Linked DNA regions of Mus musculus: regions 1 and 3 are each linked to region 2. A link is a contact called in public promoter capture Hi-C data. All regions are on one chromosome and are shown on one strand. The core of a region is the stretch at or near the end of the contact, and the rest is flanking DNA. Distances in the headings are between cores, read along the strand shown. Region 1 overlaps Gm41642 (a long non-coding RNA gene). Region 2 holds the start of Dync2li1 (dynein cytoplasmic 2 light intermediate chain 1). Region 3 overlaps Abcg8 (ATP binding cassette subfamily G member 8).

Region 1 (3,674 bases), core at 521-3,020, 130 kb before region 2:
TCCTTTTGCTGTTTTCCTTTTCTTTTGGTTATGTGGGCTATTGCGTGACCCGGGAGCCTGTGCATGCTGAGCGGACACTCCACCTCTGAGCTACACCCACCTTTAATTGTCATATTTAACAAAGGAAATCAGGCTGGGAGTGGTGGCACACGCCTTTAATCCCAGCAGTGGCAGGAAGATTTCTGAGTTCAGTTCAAGGCCAGCCTGGTCTACAAAGTGAGTTCCAGGACAGCCAGGGCTGTACAGAGAAACCCTGTCTCAAAAAAACAAAACAAAACAAAAAACCAAAAAAAACCCCCAAAAACAAAAAAACCCAAAGGAAATCAATTTTGCCCCAGACACACACACACAAATTAGGGAATTGAAGATCAACAGCTGCTTATTACAAATAATTCTAACAAATTTGAGGAGGCAGAAATATCCTAATATTACACCTATGAATAACCAGGCAAATATTCTAAATGTATTTGCATACTTAATGAGTCTTGTTGATTTAAGCAACAGAAGTAACTTAATTGTAAGCTTAGCATCAGTGCTCTCTATTTCACTTTTGCACACTGTCTGTGCATCCAAGCATTATCTAATTGCTCAATCATTGGTCTGAATAGTCTACTTGAGAAAGACATAAATCCTTGTGACTTGTAACATGGTACAGAGTTCGTGAGGTTGAACCGTTTTAAGCAGATGTCCCTTATCATCTTGTTTAGCTGAAGACAGTTTTAGACCCATCACTGTGGACTTAAAGCAAGCTTTAGAAAAACTGGGGAGTTATTGAACTCATAAAATCAATGTAAAAATTCTAAATCATAAGGCATGTGGCCCTGCCTTAAACAAACTGAAGAACCATGCTCACTTTACTTTTATGTAACAAAGTAATTTTAAAGACACTCAACCAAGACAAAAAAAAAATCTTCTTTTATCTTAGAATGAAAGCCCCTCTTCCCTCTTATCTTTATCTGTTAGATGGGCTATTATGCAAATATACTTTTTAGTGTCAACAAGAAGAAGCACAGCTTAATAACTATTTTCTTTCTTTTAGATACTTTGACTGCTTATCTGGCCTGCATCCCTAGAGGGAGCCTGCAACTAAATACTTCATAAAAAGCAATTAATCTTTAAAGTTTCATGAGAGAAGGAAAACAAGAAGCAAAAGAAAAGAAAAAAATGTGAGGTATTCAGGCTCAAAAAATACAAAATCATTTTTGAAAAAGGCTAATTATGTTCCCTTTGCAAGAGAGGAAAGAGTTTTAGAAATAGGAAAATAAATACTCCACATATACACACAAAAGAACACGACATGTGGTTGGTTTCGACATCATTTGAGTCCTTGACAATTTTATCAAGCCATACAATTACAATGTCAGCTCTTATTAATCTCCAAGTACAAAAAAACAGAGCAGGCCTGACTTCTGAGGTTAAACAAAAGTTTTCACTCTTTAAGACAAGCAAGACAACAATGTTCTCATGAGAGTTTCTTCGTTCTTTTGTTCTGATCCACTTCCTGAATGAACAATCTTGTTCATGTCAGAATTTCCCCCAAATGGCAATAGCATTTCAAATTCTCCCTGAAAAAAAAAATCGTGCCATCTGAAAAACTAAGGGTATGTTATTATACATGGAAACTCTAACAATGAAGGAGACAGGTGTTAGCCTAGAGTGGGCTGGGCTGTATGAGACATAAGAGACCCAAATGGCCTACGAGGTACTTGGCTTGATGTCCTGGGAGTCTGGCGCAAGACCAGCTGTTGCTGATCCAAAGATGGATAAAATCTTCCAGTTCAGTGCAGCTGGAATGCAACAGAGCGTTTCTCAGGCAAACAAAGACAAAGGCTGAGGATGAGCCTTATACGGGCTTTTAAAGTAACCCATGGAGACATTCATTCACACTCCAAACACAGATTCTCTCCCTACCAAATACTGCTCTCATAAATAAATACTTAAAATGCTGGTTGGTCAGGTATAGTACGAAAGAACTAGAAAACAAGTTTACCAAATAATAAAATCATTTGTTAGCTTTATGTCGCTACAGCAGGATGCCCAAGAGAAATGCTTTAGAAGCAAGCCGATTTATTTTGACTCATGGTTTCATCTCTGTGGTCCTGAGGGGGAAGCCAACTATCACGCTGGAAAAGAATAGTAGAAGAAAGCCCCTCACCTCATGGTGGTGGAGTGGGAAGGAGACAGAGAGAAAATGAGACTCTAAGGACAATACAGACCCTTGAAGGTGTATCCCCATAACCCACTCTTCCCAAACCAGGCCCCACTAGCCCATTCAGATATAAACTCACCAATGAACTGATCCATTGAGGTTAACACCTCTCAAAAGCATCTCTCAAAAGCACTACTGGCTGGAACCAAGGCATCCGCATACAAGCATGGGCTGAGGGTGGCAGGCTTCACATCCAAACTATGAGGAACACAAGTCTGGTTCCATAAAGGAAGTAAGTTTTCCTCCAACACGGGTGGCATACATCTGCTCTCAGGAGGCTCCTTGGGAGGCTGAAAACAGGGTGAAGCACAGGGGTTTGAAAACAGCCTAGGCTATGAAATGGCATGCTGTCTCAAAGAAGAGGAAGAGGAGGAAGAGGAGGAGGAAGGGGAGGGGGAGGAGGGGAGAGGGGGAGGAGGGGGGAGAAGGAGGAGGAGGGGGAGGAGGGGGGAGGGGGAGGAGGGGGGAGGAGGGGGGAGGAGGGAGGAGGAGGGAGGAGGAGGGGGGGGAGGAGGGAGGAGGAGGGGGGGGAGGAGGGGGGAGAAGGAGGAGGAATCCTAAGGATCCACATTCCTGTGAAAGCAAAATCAACCTAACCCTGAAGGATTTCAGTGAAATTGACCTGAGTTCAATTCAGCATCTGCACATGGAGACACAAAAGGTCTCAGATGTGCATCACGTTAGTAGGTTGAGGGTCCTGAGCCAAATCCATAAAGACTCAAATGAACTTTGTTAAACTTCTATTTATTTTTAAAACTGCATTTATTCTCTCTCTGTGTCTCTCTCCCTTTCCTTCTCCCTGTACCTTCCTCTATCTCTATCTCCATTTTTCTTTCTGTTTCTCTGCCTCTTTCTGTCTGTCTCTGTCTGTCTCTATCTCTGTTTCTGTCTATCTCTCTGTCTCTCTCTCTCTCTCTCTCTCTCTCTGTGTGTGTGTGTGTGTGTGTGTGTGTGTGTGCTTGCTAGCTCCAAATCTTCAAATGTGACTATGTAACCTGGAGTGACTACAGAAATCAGAGAAGTAAAAGAGGGGCCCCGGGGTGGAGAAAGAGGAGCAATGGAGAGGGGCATAGCAGGGCTTAAGCCATTTGAAAGCAGAAATGGGGAAACTGGGGAGGGTTCTAACTAGGGAGAGGTAAGGAAAGTAATATGAAGAAAGAATGAAAAATAACAGCAAGAATGTCTGAAAAAGTCATAAGGGATAAAAATATTATCTACCTACCTAAAATTGCATATAATATATATACATCAGGTTATATATATGCATATATAGTTTAAGTGAAAGTATCCCATCTAGGTGGACAGTGCTCTTCCAAAGACTGATAGGCCATGGACCAGAACCCCAACACAAGGCACCAGAAGCTGTCTTTTGAGTTGTTGGTCAGGGTTGTTCAAGAGGCTCCCCAAACAGGCTACTGCTATTGCCTTTAGTTGCCTCCCAGAGATGAAGGTAAGGCCCTATTGC
Region 2 (3,521 bases), core at 412-2,911:
AGGTTGAGAAGCACTGCCCTTGATCTTTCCCGTTTACCAAACTCCCTCCTCCAACCGTCTCTCCTGGTTAACCAAAACAGTTACAGCCTTGAAGAGGTACCTGGCAAGTCGTGCCTAGGAAATGACATTAGCCACCGTAACTGTTATCACAATGGTTGTTAATACCTACCTGACTTCCTAAACAGCATGCTAAACCCAGGAACAGATTGTAAACCCAGAATCCCAAGTCATTACAGTAACAGGAGTTCACAGGCCACCGGCTGGCTAGCACCAGAGCGCAGAGGGCAATGAGTGAGGAGTGTTCGGCTGTCTTTGAAAACGTCCTTCCTCCACTGAACACCTTCGCCTCAGACCTTCTGACCTGACTCTTTCCTACACTTTGCTTCATTTCCAGGAATATACTCCTTCTGTCTCTACATTCAAATCTGCCAATAGGGCTGAGGTGGTAACTCGTGGTGCAAGGCACCTGCCTGGCTTGCAGGAGACCTTGGATTCATTCAACCTTCTGCATGCTAGGAACTGAATCTCAGCTCATCTTATTCCAAACCCCAATGTTCTTATACGTCCCACCATAGAAACTGAACCCAAAGGCTTGGAGAGAATTTCCTTCAGACATTCAGGGATCTGGGACCTGGGTCTATTCAACATTCAGAACAGGTCAAATAGCAAGCCTGTCATGAATGCTTTGTCAACTGCTTCAGCTGTGGTCACTTTGTACCTTTCCTACAATAGCTTGCTTTCCCTGAGTTATGATTACAATTAGCTGTGTCCATCTATTTTAAAAGGGTTTGTATCTCATGTCTTACTCTGTATTGCCCAGAGCAATACTCTATATAAGTTTGTGGGGATTCCTGCCTATGTATAAAGAGCCCACAAAGTTCAAACAAATATAAGCCCTCCTGCATAAAACAAATTAAGTATGTAGGAGAACACATACTTCATTGACTTATTAATAAATCCACTGCTTCATAAAACATCATACATCCAAATGTTCAGAAAACTGGACAAAGCTGGGCAGTGGTGGTACATGCCTTTAATCCCAGCACTTGGAAGGCAGAGGCAGGCAGATTTCTGAGTTCGAGGCCAGCCTGGTCTACAGAGTGAGCTCCAGAACAGCCAGGGCTACACAGAGAAACCCTGTCGAAGAAGAAGAAGAAGAAGAAGAAGAAGAAGAAGAAGAAGAAGAAGAAGGGGGAGGGGGAGGGGGAGGGGGAGGGGGAAGAAGAAGAAGGAGGAGGAGGAGGAGGAGGAGGAGGAGGAGGAGGAGAAAACTGGGCAAAAAGTTTGCACACCTTGTTCCTTGTTTTGATTTTAACAGTTGAAATTTTTTCCTCCTATGTTTTATTAGGTAACTGCCCAACATTGTTTCAGCTTCCAAATCATGGCACTAGAGGAAAAAAGTAACGATAAGAGAGCAGAGGCTCCTGGCATGCAGTCTGCACTCCGTATAACTAAAAACAAAAACAAAAACAAACAAAACCTTCAAGCCCCCAACATTTTCATTCCAGATGCACAAGCATGCTCACCATATCATCTGGCATCCTAGGGCTTGATGCTGAATACGGAGAAGTAAGCCGAAGGTGGAGAACTACACTTCCCATGAGGCTGCTCTTTGGGACGCAACCTCGGCCGTGACGTCGTTGCCATGGCAACCGAGGAGCCTGCATTCTCTGGCCCAACTAGGTGTTTGCAGCCTGCCTGGGTCAGGGTTGTTCCTCACGCGGAGCCCAGGAACTCTGGGGCGGCGCAGCCACCATGCCCAGGTATTGCTGAACCGGCCTGCGGGGCTCTCACGACCTGCCCTCTTTCCCACCAGAATAGGGAAGGGATACGGAAGGTTGGAGCAGAGGTACCCAGCCCTGGCGCTGTGGGCGATGCGGAGCTGGTCGGAGCAGTAGTACCTCGCTGTCACCACCCTCCATCCCTATCCCACCCTCCTACTCAACCCCCTCAACCCCTCCCTCCCTCCCCGCTCCCCGCCCCCCCCCGACCTATAACTTGAGGATTCTGTCACAAACTAGAAAAAAAAGCGACTTGAAAAGATCTTCAACTCCATCCATTCGCTGATTGCAGTGAAGTGTTTCAGATAGCCACATGCTGTTGCGGGCCAGGGCATGGTGGTGAACCAGACCACAGAGCCTTCTCCCCAGGGGCCCCTGCCTGGTGTCACAGGGCTTCTGTACCTTGGAGGAAAGTGTAACATCTCCTTGAAGGCGCAGAGTTGGGGGTCTTGATGGCTTATGAAATACACTTGAACATTTATCTCTACCAGGTTCCTTTAAAGTACCCGAACCTCCCTCCGAATGGCCTACAAAGATGTCAGGGAGAGGGCCAAGGGTCCACCAGGGCGCAGTATGATCCACTTTGTGGATCAGAGGCACAAGCTGCGGTAGAGTTTATGAAGTTCCGGGCTGGAATTGAGTCAGCTTAGGTTACTGTAGTGAAACTGTGAGTGCGGGGGTTTTGTTTCTTTGTTTGGGTTTTGGCAGATTGAAGAACCCTTTCCTTTCCCTGGGTACTTGAGAAACAGAGAACCATATTTTGGGGGACTGGTGTGTAAACAGAGCAAGCAGAATCCTCGGCCTGTGAAATAAGAGTTCAGATCATTCGGGATTTCGATTTTGACTTTGTCTTCCTGTTTTGACATTTTAAAACACTCCCGTTTTGTTTGTGGGGTTCTGGGAATTGAGCAGGCACGGTAACGGCTTAGACTTTATCACCAGCCCTGATTCAGGTTCTAGTCTGGTAATAATTATAGGCCATCAATAGCTTTTGTGGTTTAAAACTAAATGAACAGTGACAATGTAACAATCACTGTGGCCCCCAAAGCAGATATTCTTTTTTTTTTTTATTGACATTTCAGAGACAATAGATTTGAACTAGAGGATTAGCATAGAGGCTTGCATGCATTAGTTGCTCAACAAATACTTGGTGAGGGCTGGAAGATGGCCCAGTGCATAAAGTCCTTGATGTTCAAGCATGAGGACCTGAGCTGGTAAACCTAAGGTGCGGGACCCATGTCTGTAAACTCGGGACTTAGGAGGAGGGGTGGAGACAGGCGGGTCCCTAGAGCTTGAGGACAGCTAGCCTACCCCAAGAGGGCAAATAGGCATGCTGTCATTCTCTTTGCTCTTGGCTGTGGGTGTGACTGTCTGGCTGAGGCAAACTGCTGTGGCCTTAACCTACCGACGCACCGTGACTCCTGGATATATGAGGAAAATAAATCCTTGCCTTGTTGCGGTGTTTGCTCACAGCAGAGGAATGGATGCTAGGGCGCTCTGTCAGTACTCTTCACGAGCCGTTTCCAAGTGAAGATAGTTAGAAAAAAAGTCCTCTAGTGTTTTACCTAGCTATTGACTATCAAGAAATAGTATTTTTATAAATCTTACTGAAATAAAATTTCTCTGCGGGAGATAAATATCTCTAAGGATTCCTTTTGTTTCTGTGCCATTTGTCTTTCTACTTATGCAGTGAAACTCTCTGGGAAATCGCAAAAGCTGAGGTAGAGAAACGGAGAAGTC
Region 3 (3,806 bases), core at 663-3,162, 75 kb after region 2:
CCCTGGCCCCCCACCCCGGGCCCCCGACCCAAAGCATGGAGCTGGGAGGGGCTTGCTCCCAGAGGAAAACTCGTCTGGAATGAAAAGAACCAGCGGGGAGAGTGTTTGAGGCCAGGAGAGGTGTTCTCCACTGGTTCTCCAGGTCCTGATTGGTCCATGACGTCAGTGAATGCTGATGAGGTAGGCAAAATCCCAGGCCTGCCCAGATCCGTGGACTCAGCATCCTGTGTTCAGACCCCAGTGTGAGCAGCAGCTCCACAGCATCCACTGGCCTCAGGGAGTCCACACAGCCCTGTTGCCACCATCCATTGCATAGATGTCACACAAGAGCCACAGGGCCCTCATGCAGAGCAGAGTCAAAAGCACCCTCCGATTGCTTCTTTCAGTTTGGAAGAGCTAGCTCTTCAGTGCCCGCTGGCTTTATAGGGTAGCTTTTAATTTGGATTTATCTGGGGGCATTTCTCAGTTAAATCCTGGCTGGGTCAGAATATCCAGGAATGAAATTGGTTTTTCCCTAGTGTGTCCCATCAGGCGGCACACGGTTGGCTCCCAGTTGCTGCGTGCTGTTGACTCTGATTGCCTGACAGAAGGCACGTCTGCTGGACCCCTCCACGTTCCTCGGTTCCCTCTTTTCATAATTAATAAAGCTTTTGGATACCATGCCTGGAGACCATGGCTTGTTCATTCTTCCTATGCAATAAATTATATACTCGTGGAGTCCCATTTTATTTTAGCAAGCTGTAATCCATTGCCATTGTTAGTTTGAGTACTCAGATTGTCCCTGATTTAGCCCGTGAAATACTCAAGTTGGCTTCTACATCTTTTTTTTTTTTTTTTTTTTTTTTTTTTTGGCTTTTTTTCGAGACAGGGTTTCTCTGTGTATCCTTGGCTATGCTGGAACTCACTCTGTAGATCAGGCTGGCCTCAAACTCAGAAATCCGCCTGCCTCTGCCTCCCAAGTGCTGGGATTAAAGGCGTGCGCCACCACCGCCTGGATGTATCTTCTTAATCATGTTCCTTTCAGTCACTGGGAACTCTAACAAAACAAAGTATTTGAGGATCAGGGATCATCTTGAATTTTCCAAGCTCAGCCCTGGGGTTGGATGCTTCTCTGTAGAAACCTGACTTTTTAGTGGGGAAAGATAGATAGGAGCCCAGAAGTGAATGAGTCTGCTCGGCTGCTGTGCATCGCTACTTCCGGACTCTCAGTGGGCAGTGAGTGAACACGTGTGCAAATGTGCATGTGTGTACTCAGTCTTAACTGCGTATGTGTTCGTGTTCATACTCTAGTTCATCCAGCACTCGCTTTAACAGCTTCCCCAGTCTGTGCATGGGAGACACCTGGTTTCTGTGTCCATCCCTCTTCTGATGAGTCCTGTTTGTACTCTCCCTTTGGTTCATTCCCCATGCATGACTCTATCTGCAGAGCCTCCAGTCTGTTCTGCAGCCCCTCCCCAGGTCCCAGCTCTGTTTTGGTAACCCACTGTCTTTAGGCCTGGATGGAGAAGTGTAGAAGAAGCAGAAAGCAGTCATCTGACTTTGTAAGCTTGTCACTCAGTATGCTGTGGTACCCAGAACTCAGAGCACCAAAGATGCTGAAACTCAGGCTTGCCCACAGAGCAGGAGTCCTCCATCCTGTCTGAGTGCATCATAGCTGGTGTTGATGCATCCTAGGCTCTAACTCCAATGTTCTCCAGGGCACACAAGGCCCGGGAAGAGAAAGGCCGGGGTGCTAGGAACATCCAGTACTATCCAGTGCCCCTTATCTTCATTGCAAAGGGGCAGATTTTTCTTGTGGGTTGTAAATTTTTTCTGCTAAGGATATTTTAGGCTTTGATAGCCATATAGCCTGCCAGTAGGCTGTGCTGATGTGAACTGTTGCAACCACAGTAGAATGTGGAAGATGTGGGTGTGTTTCAGTAAAACAGCTTATAGAAGCACATAGCTCCTAGACTTGGCCTGAGGCTGCAGCTTGCAGACTCTTAATCCAAAGAGGAAGTTATAAAATGTACACTGTAAACTTTCCAAATTCAAGTTACACTATTGATGGGGAACTAACAATTAAACTGAAAATAATCATCTATGTTTTTGTAATTTTTTAAAACCGCTCTTGCTCTTAAAGATACTTAAAATAATCTTTCCCTGGGTTGACCTGTCTACAGGGGTAGATATCCTGCTTTTTTTTTTTTTTTTTTAATGTAGATTAAACTACATACAGAGAACATACTGAAAGTATGTCAAATCCAAGGGTCCTTCCAACACTCAAATTACTTAGCAGAAAATCGTGGCCTGGCACAGGGGAGCAGCTTCCTTAGGGCACACCAGCCATGAGGCACCGGGAGGAGCCGGCTGCAAAGGAAGCAAGCCCTTGGGTATTTTGCTGCAGATATAAGTTATTTGGACAACAGTTCAGTGTGCGTGCCTGAAAATGTCCTTATGTCGGCTCCCATCTTACCTCCGATGTCACTTGTGTTTGATAAACTGGTCATCTAGGACGGTTCCTGTGAACAGCTAGGGTAAAGAGCTTGGTGGCAGAAGAGGTAATTAAATCAAAAGCCTGAGGCTCAAGCCCCAACACCCAAACCTAAAACAAATATTGCCAGCCATGGTCCAGAGCAACGTTCAGTGTCCGTGTTAGGGAGGGCAGGCTGGTACAGAGAGTGGTACAGCAGTGTGTGGGGCTTCCAGCTCGGAATGAAAGAGAAGCGTTCAGGAAGTGGGTTAGGCTTTCTCAGCACTTGCCTGCTGTCCACTGGCTAGGTGACCTGCTTGTTTATTGTATATGACAGCCTTGTCTGTTTGTAGAGTTGAAGTGTTGTTTCTCCAAACTGAAAAACAGCTCTGCTGTTCCTTGCTAGAAAAGGGAAGCCTTATTTTCTCTTCTTTTCTTCTGTTAACTTCATTACTGCAGCACAGAATCTCTAATGTGCTAGGTCTGACTTCAGAACACAGTTGAAAGGTCGCCAACAGTGACAAGTATCTGAGGTCATCAACTTACAGATTTCACATCATGATCAGCTGGCCTCACTGACAAAGCTTTTTGTTTTGGAGGACTCCTTGGGCCTCAGATCCACCCTCCCAACTGAGCTACATTTTGGGGACCAAAGAATAGCACATGGAGGGGAACTGTCCAGTGTGCACAAACCAGGCATTTCGTAAACAGAGCTTGCAAGGAAGCACGGCCTGAAATCCATGGGGCTCACCCCATGAGGCCCACTGTGAACCCACCAGGTAGGTCTGCAGAACATTAGAAGAACCCCGGGGCTTTGGAAAGAATAAACAGGCCAAGAATGGTCTCCAGTGGCTGCCCGGGCAGGGTCAGTGAAGATGCTACAGATGGATTTCAGCTCCAGCGACTGTGCAAAGCAGCTTGCAAGAGCAGGAAGTCTGGAGTCTGTCTTACCTGGGGCTGCTGTTTCTAATCCGTATGCAAAAGAGAACTGGCTGCTTTCACTCTGCTAATGCAGCCACGTTCTCTATTTGTACTCAGGCTGTATAATGTGGGCTTTGTAAAGTCTGCTGGCCTGAAAGCAGGATACATTTCTAATGGAAACACTCCCACGCATGATTGTACAACAGCAAAGCGATAAATTACCGTGATTTTGGACCTCCTGTGGTTATCAGTTCCACCACACTTGAAGAAATGTTGCTTTTGCTTAGAAATTCTACAAATATTTTTTTCAGAGAGGCAAATATTAAATGAAAATTGTGCTGAAAGCCATGAGGGAGGTGTGCAGAATGCATGCACTGTGGACTGCAGGCGTGATTATACCAGAAAGTGATTTGCAACATAAAGCTTGTCTATA

Evidence for each region. Promoter capture Hi-C pulls out the DNA fragments that hold promoters and counts their contacts.
Region 1: a promoter capture Hi-C map of the 3T3-L1 cell line shows a contact between it and region 2, with 2.3 times the contacts expected there. The contact joins the enhancer-like site here to the promoter of Dync2li1 in region 2. A contact is called at or near these places in 7 of 39 promoter capture datasets (the 3T3-L1 cell line, 3T3-L1-derived adipocytes, the HPC-7 cell line and 3 more), 4 of 484 Hi-C or Micro-C datasets (the N1E-115 cell line, cortical neurons, nephron progenitors and 1 more), 2 of 115 datasets of contacts at active chromatin or transcription factors (acute myeloid leukemia and forebrain) and 3 of 9 other capture datasets (adipose tissue, liver and pancreatic islet).
Region 3: a contact with region 2 is called in a promoter capture Hi-C map of the 3T3-L1 cell line, with 2.6 times the contacts expected there. The contact joins the enhancer-like site here to the promoter of Dync2li1 in region 2. A contact is called at or near these places in 6 of 39 promoter capture datasets (the 3T3-L1 cell line, 3T3-L1-derived adipocytes, the HPC-7 cell line and 2 more), 9 of 484 Hi-C or Micro-C datasets (the HPC-7 cell line, brown adipocytes, cortical neurons and 5 more), 1 of 115 datasets of contacts at active chromatin or transcription factors (embryonic stem cells) and 1 of 9 other capture datasets (adipose tissue).

The regions. Positions count from the first base shown.
Region 1 is chr17:84,497,096-84,500,769 of GRCm38.p6, forward strand. It overlaps Gm41642 (a long non-coding RNA gene), which reads right to left. Exons shown (of 3, transcript XR_877064.1): 2 at 2,289-2,499. Among named protein-coding and RNA genes, the nearest start is that of Gm41642, 5.7 kb to the right of the region's middle. Within about 2 kb of position 1,771, at least 37 of the 459 cell types and tissues checked have an H3K27ac peak or open chromatin away from gene starts, as enhancers often do. A contact at or near this core is called in 3T3-L1-derived adipocytes, adipose tissue and uterus, where this site is marked.
Region 2 is chr17:84,624,814-84,628,334 of GRCm38.p6, forward strand. Dync2li1 (dynein cytoplasmic 2 light intermediate chain 1) reads left to right here and starts at 1,662. Exons shown (of 13, transcript NM_172256.2): 1 at 1,662-1,763; 2 at 3,472-3,521. The coding sequence starts at 1,756.
Region 3 is chr17:84,699,674-84,703,479 of GRCm38.p6, forward strand. It overlaps Abcg8 (ATP binding cassette subfamily G member 8), which reads left to right. Exons shown (of 13, transcript NM_026180.3): 13 at 1-660. Among named protein-coding and RNA genes, the nearest start is that of Abcg8, 18 kb to the left of the region's middle. Within about 2 kb of position 1,913, at least 18 of the 459 cell types and tissues checked have an H3K27ac peak or open chromatin away from gene starts, as enhancers often do.